Linked DNA regions of Mus musculus: region 1 is linked to region 2. The links are chromatin contacts, called in public HiChIP or PLAC-seq maps. All regions are on one chromosome and are shown on one strand. Each heading gives the region's core, a stretch centred on a gene start, on an enhancer-like site or on the middle of the called end of the contact. The rest is flanking DNA. Distances are from core to core; before and after follow the strand shown.

Evidence for each region. HiChIP or PLAC-seq counts read pairs in DNA pulled down with a chosen protein or histone mark.
Region 1: a contact with region 2 is called in an H3K27ac HiChIP or PLAC-seq map of embryonic stem cells, with 4 times the contacts expected there. The contact joins the promoter of Adgrg6 here to the enhancer-like site in region 2. A contact is called at or near these places in 2 of 39 promoter capture datasets (hippocampal neurons and liver), 1 of 115 datasets of contacts at active chromatin or transcription factors (embryonic stem cells) and 1 of 9 other capture datasets (adipose tissue).

The regions. Positions count from the first base shown.
Region 1 is chr10:14,543,662-14,547,051 of GRCm38.p6, forward strand. It overlaps Adgrg6 (adhesion G protein-coupled receptor G6), which reads right to left and starts at 1,375. Exons shown (of 25, transcript NM_001002268.3): 1 at 1,253-1,375. The coding sequence starts at 1,254.
Region 2 is chr10:13,106,233-13,109,559 of GRCm38.p6, forward strand. The region is part of intron 2 of Plagl1 (pleiomorphic adenoma gene-like 1); the gene reads left to right. Among named protein-coding and RNA genes, the nearest start is that of Hymai, 17 kb to the left of the region's middle. Within about 2 kb of position 1,924, at least 58 of the 459 cell types and tissues checked have an H3K27ac peak or open chromatin away from gene starts, as enhancers often do. A contact at or near this core is called in embryonic stem cells, where this site is marked.

The sequences.
Region 1 (3,390 bases), core at 125-2,624, 1.4 Mb after region 2:
AAACCTGTTGCCTGCATAGGCGAACCAGTCTTATGTTACAAGGCTGGCTGTTTCCCAAGACAAACGCTTACAAGTTATCCATTCGTCCATTCCACTGGCAGAAGCAAAACTGTAAAAGTCACAGGTGTGGCATTACTTCACATGGAGTTTTAATAAAAATAAGTGGTATTCATTACAAGGCACAGAGCAGAGATCAGAGCTGCGGCATGGCGGGTGTGGTTGGTATGCTCTGTTCTGTCTCCCACCTTAAAAACGCGTTTGGGGATGCAGACAGGACAGAGCAGCGAAGGGAAATAAAGACTCAAGATGCTTGGTGGTAACCTGGAAGAGGAAATTGAAGTGGAAATAAGTAAGGATGGAGTAATGGAGTGAGGGAAGTATCAATTTGTTATACCTCTTCAACAAGTTAGTGGAAGGGGGTTAAACGTCTGCCAAGTTGATGGCCCAAGAATAAAGCAAATGGCCGAGGGAATAATTACAGTGTGAAAAAAGGCAACAACGTTTAAGTTCACCGCAAAGATAAGTGTGACCCTTCTGAGAATCACTGACCAGTTGGGAAGGCCAGGAACTGCGGAGGCTGCTCTTTCACCAGGTCCCTCTGAGCCATCCCACAACTTGGATGGTAGTTCCATCCAGGCAAAACCTTCATGCTTTTTCTGTCTCACCCTCTCCTCCAGTGCCTCCTACTTGTAATTCTACCGGAAGCCTCCATCATTCCTTATTTACTTGTTAATCAACATCTTCTACTGAGAACACTTTTCTGAGTTCTTCAAAGAAAACGGCGAGAGGTGGGAGGTTACAACTGGATAAAAAACTCATTTAAATATCTATGAGGTCTAAGAAGGACTTCTACAGGCAAAAATGACAGCTGAAAGCCAATGTCTCGCTGGCAGTACCTTCCCAGACCCTAGGTGTTGATCCCGGGAATGCTGGCTTGACAGGACCAGGACCCTGAAGACAGATACACAGTGCGTTCCTACTTGTTTAACCTGAATCAAAACCCTGCCATTCTTATTTTTTCCACTGCCCAAAAGTGAGGTTTAACTCTCTAGGGGAGAAAGGGTTCTCTAGGGGAGAAAGCCACACACACATGCTCCGGCTCTGTTTGGCAATACCCAGTCCCGGGTGCCTCGAGGAGGCACGCTGAAGCTTCTCTTACTGCAGTTGGTACCTTTCTAGGAAGCGCTGCTCTAAAGTGGTGAAGGGGACACAGATGGAGGTGCGATGGGCTCCAACCTGGAAGGCGACTTACATGCTGGCATTACCGTGTGGAGATTCCCAGAGGCCGCACACTCATCCTCCAGCGCTCTCTGCGTTGTTGCCCTCAAGCTCCACCGAAGAAGATCCCGGCTTTCGGGACCGCGACCCGCAGGACCCTTCGTCACGCCCTTTCTCGAGAGTTCATAGGGTTTCCCGGCAGCTGCTCGTCGCCTGCGCAAGGGGCGGCGCAAGGTGGACCCGGGGCGCGCGCCGTGGAGTTCAAGATCAGGTCCGGCGCGCGGGGGAGCGGCTGACCGCGGCAGGTTCTGCCGCCCGGGCGAAGAACTTTCACAAGAGTTGGGACGAAGGGCTCCGGCGAGCGGGTGGCGTCCGATCCCGGCCTGCGGGGCTTGGAGAGGCTGAGATCACCAGGCTCCTGAGCCTGCGGCCAGTCGCGGCGCAGCGCTGGCGTCCGTTTCCCCCTGAGGCTCAGGTGCGGCTCGGCGCGCCCCCCGGGTGGCCCCAGCTCTAGGCGTTCAGAGGACAGAGGACCGTCCTGCAGGCGCAGCTGCCCCACCCAGGGCCGGCCACCCGAGGGCAGAGGCAAAGGGAGAAGTCGCCACGCGGGGCGGGACCGGCGCGGGCGGCGGGGTTGGAAGACTGGCACAGAGCCAGAAGCAGCTCCGGGGAGGGGACCCCGCTGACCCCGAGGTCACCCGCGGGCCGCGAGAGCAGAAACCCGCAGAGCTTGGGTGAAGGAGCTCCGAACGCAGGCGCGCCAGTGGGCATGTGTTCTGAACGCTGCCAAGAACCCGGGCTGTCCCTTACTTTTCCCTTTCTTAGTTCTTCCTCCTCCGCCCCCCCCCCCCGCCCGTCCCCTCAATTTTCCTCCAGAAAGAAAGAAAAGAAGAGAGAGAGAGAGAGAGAGGAAGAAAGGAAGGAAGGAAGGAAGGGAGAGAAAGGAAGGAAAGAAGAGAAGAGAAGAGAAGAGAAGAGAAAAGAAAAAGAGAAGAGAAAAGAAAAGAAAAGAAAATGGAAAAGAAAAGAGAGAGAGAGAGAGGAAGAAAGAAAGAAAGAAAGAAAGAAAGAAAGAAAGAAAAGAAAGAAAGACAGGGGGAAGGGTATTTAATGAGGGAAAGGTGGAGGAGGGCTTGAGAGGTTTGGGGCGATATGCCTCCTTTAAATTTAACTTTTTTTTTTTTCTGTTTGAGTGGAATTAATTTACTAATACAAGTGCAGCCGCTCACTAGGGGAAGTCAAGACAGCCAGGCAATGCTTCTCCTGAGAAACTGCTTTGCAAGGGATATAGGCACACCCACTTGCTAAAAGACAGGGAAGCGCTCCAGCAGAGGGTCCCTTGCGCTGTGCCTTACCAGACTAAATTCAGAGTGCTAGGGGCGGCGGCCTTTCCAGACTTGGTTCCATTCAGAGTGAGGCAGTACGGCTTTCCTTGTAGACACACACACACACACACACACACACACACACAAAAGCCATAAAAGTAGATTAACCCTGATTGGCTAGTGGTAGAGAAGGGTTGGGGTAGGAGGCAAAGAGGTAAAACAGGACTGAGGACAGATAGTTTCAGGCAAAAGAAAGAGGAAGCTGGAAAGCCGCCAGCAATCTAGACTACTTCTGATCCAGCCTGTGTTCTTTTGATTTTTATCAGTATTTATTTTAACGTTTAAAAAAAAAAAAACACAGTAGAATTAATAAAGAATCAAACTGCTTCATTTAAGGAAAGCTGAGATGGTTTTGGTTTTACAGGTAGAGAAATAGGTCCAGGGAGGCATAGTCTGCACTAATTATTCAGAAATGATCAGGGTTCGAGTCTAAGGTTTAGAGACTCTCAGTTCAAGGCCGCCTCTGTGACACTAGATTGTCTCAAGGATTTAACGTTCCTCCTAGAACTTTTCAAAACGACATAATTTTACAGTTTTGTGGGTCTGGAATCTGGGTGTAGCTTAGCTCTGAAGGCTCGACAGGACCAATGTCTACCTGGAAGCTCTTCATGAGGTTCTTCCACCCACTGTTTTGCTTACTCTTTGACAATGATTACTCTCATCCCTCATGTTCATCTATCTCCGACTTGTCCCTATGGATCCGAGGCTGACTCATGACTTCCGGGTTGGTTTTGTGACCCGCTTAGTTTAACCACTGCCATCCATTGGTTTCAAACTCTCCATTGGA
Region 2 (3,327 bases), core at 674-3,173:
CTGTATGACACTGGCAAGTCTCTTCACCTTGCTAGAGCCCATTTTCTCCTCTCTGAGAAACACGTTCATAATGCCTCAGTCAGTTGTAAGAGGAGGATCAAGTTGTAATATCGCAGTTCTTTGCAAATGCTTCTGAAAGATTGGTAAGTGAGCCCATGAGTGTGTTTGACCCTGGCCACAGGCTTTCTTAAAGTAGTAAATTTCATGAGTACTTCTGAAAAATAATTTGATGTAGAGGAGCTTAATGAGTTTCCAGAGAACCTTGTTTGAGTCAGAGTGACCTGCAATTATGTGACGCCGATCATAAGACCAGCTTCCTGTCATGAGCAAGCTTTGGAGGCATGCTAATTTCACAGTACCTTGTAAAGAAATTCCTGACAGATATTTTTGTCTCCATTTCAGAAGACTAGGAAAACAGAGATGTTAGTGTAACCCCTTAACCTAAAGTACGTCAATGGACAGATTTAGCTTAACATTCTTGATAAAACAGTCACTTGTCTTTGTCACAGGCACCTGTCTCCCCTCCCTGCCTTTATCATCTTCTTCCCTTCCCCTTTTGTCTCTTTTTCTCCTTCTTTAGTTTTCTGAGAGAGGCTCTCGTTATTGAGCCTAGGGTTGGCCTTGAACTCGTGACCCAACACTGTGAGCGTCTGAGGGCCATGCTGAGATTACCAGCGTGTGCTATCACAATCGCCACTTTGGCCTTTTTAAAGCTCATTCCTGTCTAACCTTGAAAATAAGTGGAAGCCTTTCACAGAGGGCTGTTGACTACTCTCTGTGGTACCTCTGTAGTAGTTAAAGATAGACAAGAATCAGTGAATTCAGGGCTCAGGAAATCTGTGGTGAGCCCTAGGACAGTACTGAAGCTTGGAACTGGGCATGTGGGAAGGGTGTGTTCTGCATCAAGAAGTGGGTTTTCCATACCTTTAGTTCCAATATTGTTTATTTTCTCTTCGGTTTAGGAATTTTGAAAGGTAAGCCATCTCTCCTGTTTACTCAGGATGAGTGACAGACACGAACACATTTCATTACAGGGTTTGGTGAAGGTCGCCTCAAAGGAGCAGTTCTGAATTCAAGGGCAAATTTAGAAACCCTTTTAATTATGTTTGTTTAATAGAGGTAACCCCCCCTTGGGAAAACATATTTTCTTTCAGACTCTGTTGGTTCGCCCTGCCCCTGGCTAGCCCTCTTCACTCCCACAAACGTGCAAACACTCCTTCACACAGAGACCACTATTTAGGACCTGGCTACCCAGCTAGATTCCCCAAGTTAAAGGGGAAAAAAAAGGTAACTGTTTCGCCCCTGTTCCTATTTCTGTTTAGCAAACAGAATTTATACAAACTATACTCTTCTCTGAGCTGTGTGGCCTTCCCTGGGGACGGTGCCTTCGGGAACGTCTAGAAGTTAGAAATTACACTTTTCACTTGAAGTAACCAGGAACTTGTACAGTGTAGGGGCTTTGCTGGAACACAGGAGTGGATTGATAAGGGGCTGGTCGGGGGACCTTCCACCACACCTATACAACTGTTAGGTTGGGAAGAAACTTTCCAGAGAGTTTGGGTTCAGTGGAGAAAAGAAATTTCAGACGGTTAAGTGGATCACCATTCGTAAAGATACCATGGAAGGAGAAAGGGAGAGCGAGAGAGAAGAAGTTTATTTATGGAATGTCAGGGAGCCATTGAGGCCCAGCAGGATCTAGAAACCTAGGACTTTCCTCCAGGCCTCTCTTCTCCCCCTGACCTTGGATGAACTAGTGAGCAGTATATTATGCCAGCCGATTGTATCGTTTTGTCACGGTTAGCATTCTGGACTGTCACTGGAATGTAGGAAACAGATGAATTTGAATTGAACCATGAGGTGGTCTGCCCGGCCCTCTCCTGGTCTCAAGGAGACCTGTCGCAGTTTGTCTGGGCTGGGCCTTAATGAAAGCTTTAGAGGGAGAGAGAGGTGGGCCTTTGATCTCTTTGTTCCTGCTGCACCCTGGGAACTGGCTGAAATCAATGCGCTGTTTTCCTGAAGGAGTGAATGGGTCTGCCTAACTAGCTTTGTAAAGCTGTGGGGAATTCACTGCCTCTGTTTATTGACAGCTGAAAGGGAGCGCATGGGGTGGAATGGACCTTCTTGTGAAAACCAGGCACAGGAAAAATTAGACCTCAATTTAACACAGAGGAATTTGGAAATTCACCCCAAAGGAGCCGGGAGTTTCTCATGCTTACATTAGAATGACTCAAGTTTGGGGCTAGTGTGTAATGAACAATGGGGGTTTTGTCCCAACTATGCTATAAGTAGGAATATGGTATGCATAATGAATGACGGCAAGTAGCCGGCCATTCAACGTGCCCTTCTCTTTTTAAAACCCAGACAGAAAGACAAATGCGAACCATGATATAATCAGGTGATCCCCTCCTTTCTTTCCACCAAGAAGAAGCATTAATGGCATGGCTGGCTCCTTCAAAGTTTGTTTTTCATTTGTTTGTTTCAAAACATCTTTGAACTTGAGATCTAAGTTCATGGCGGGGACCCATTCTGTCTTGTGATTATTGCAGGGATACAATGATTACACATCATGGAGTTTTTTTTTTTTTTCTAGTCCCAGAACTGCTGAGAATGTCCGCAGAGTGTGTCGGAAACAAATGCGACAGACAGTGGACGGAGATAGCTCCTGGAGTAACAATAGTTTGTAAATCTTAAAATTAACTACCTTCCTTTTCAGAACATGGTAAAGTAGGAGCTCTGGTTTATGGCAAGGAAATACCCCACCCTTTCTTAGCTCTCTTCCCTCACTGGCCTGATGCTTGATTTCCCAGAAAGAATTTATGGCTCCCTCCTTTGGCCCCAGCCCTTTGTGCATACCTCAACCACAGCACTTAACACGTCCCCCAGAGCTCTTTGTTTAGGTGTATTCTTTTAGCTAGAGGTAAAGCAGCTGTGTCCTATTCATTTTTATATCTTCAAGCCCAGCAAAGTTCTTGGCTCAGTAAATGTGGCTGGATGAATGGGGATTGATGGCTCTCTGTACATCCTATGAATGTAACTACTTAACCAGGCTTCCACTGCAAATGCTACATTTTAGGAAAACCTGATTGGTCTATTGAACCTGATCAATGCTGTTGCTGTTCCTTTATGGCGTATTATCAAACACTTTTTTTTTTTTTTTTTGCCTTCATAAGTTTGCGAGCCTCCATCAGCCCCTCTAGAGGAGGCATTTAAAAGCATAGGGCAATGTCCCTTTTGGGGCCAACCTCTGATATCGTTCCTTTCTAAAAGATTCTTAGTGAGTGTCATGTGTAGATATTTTCCCTAAGAAGATGACCAGGCTTTTAATTA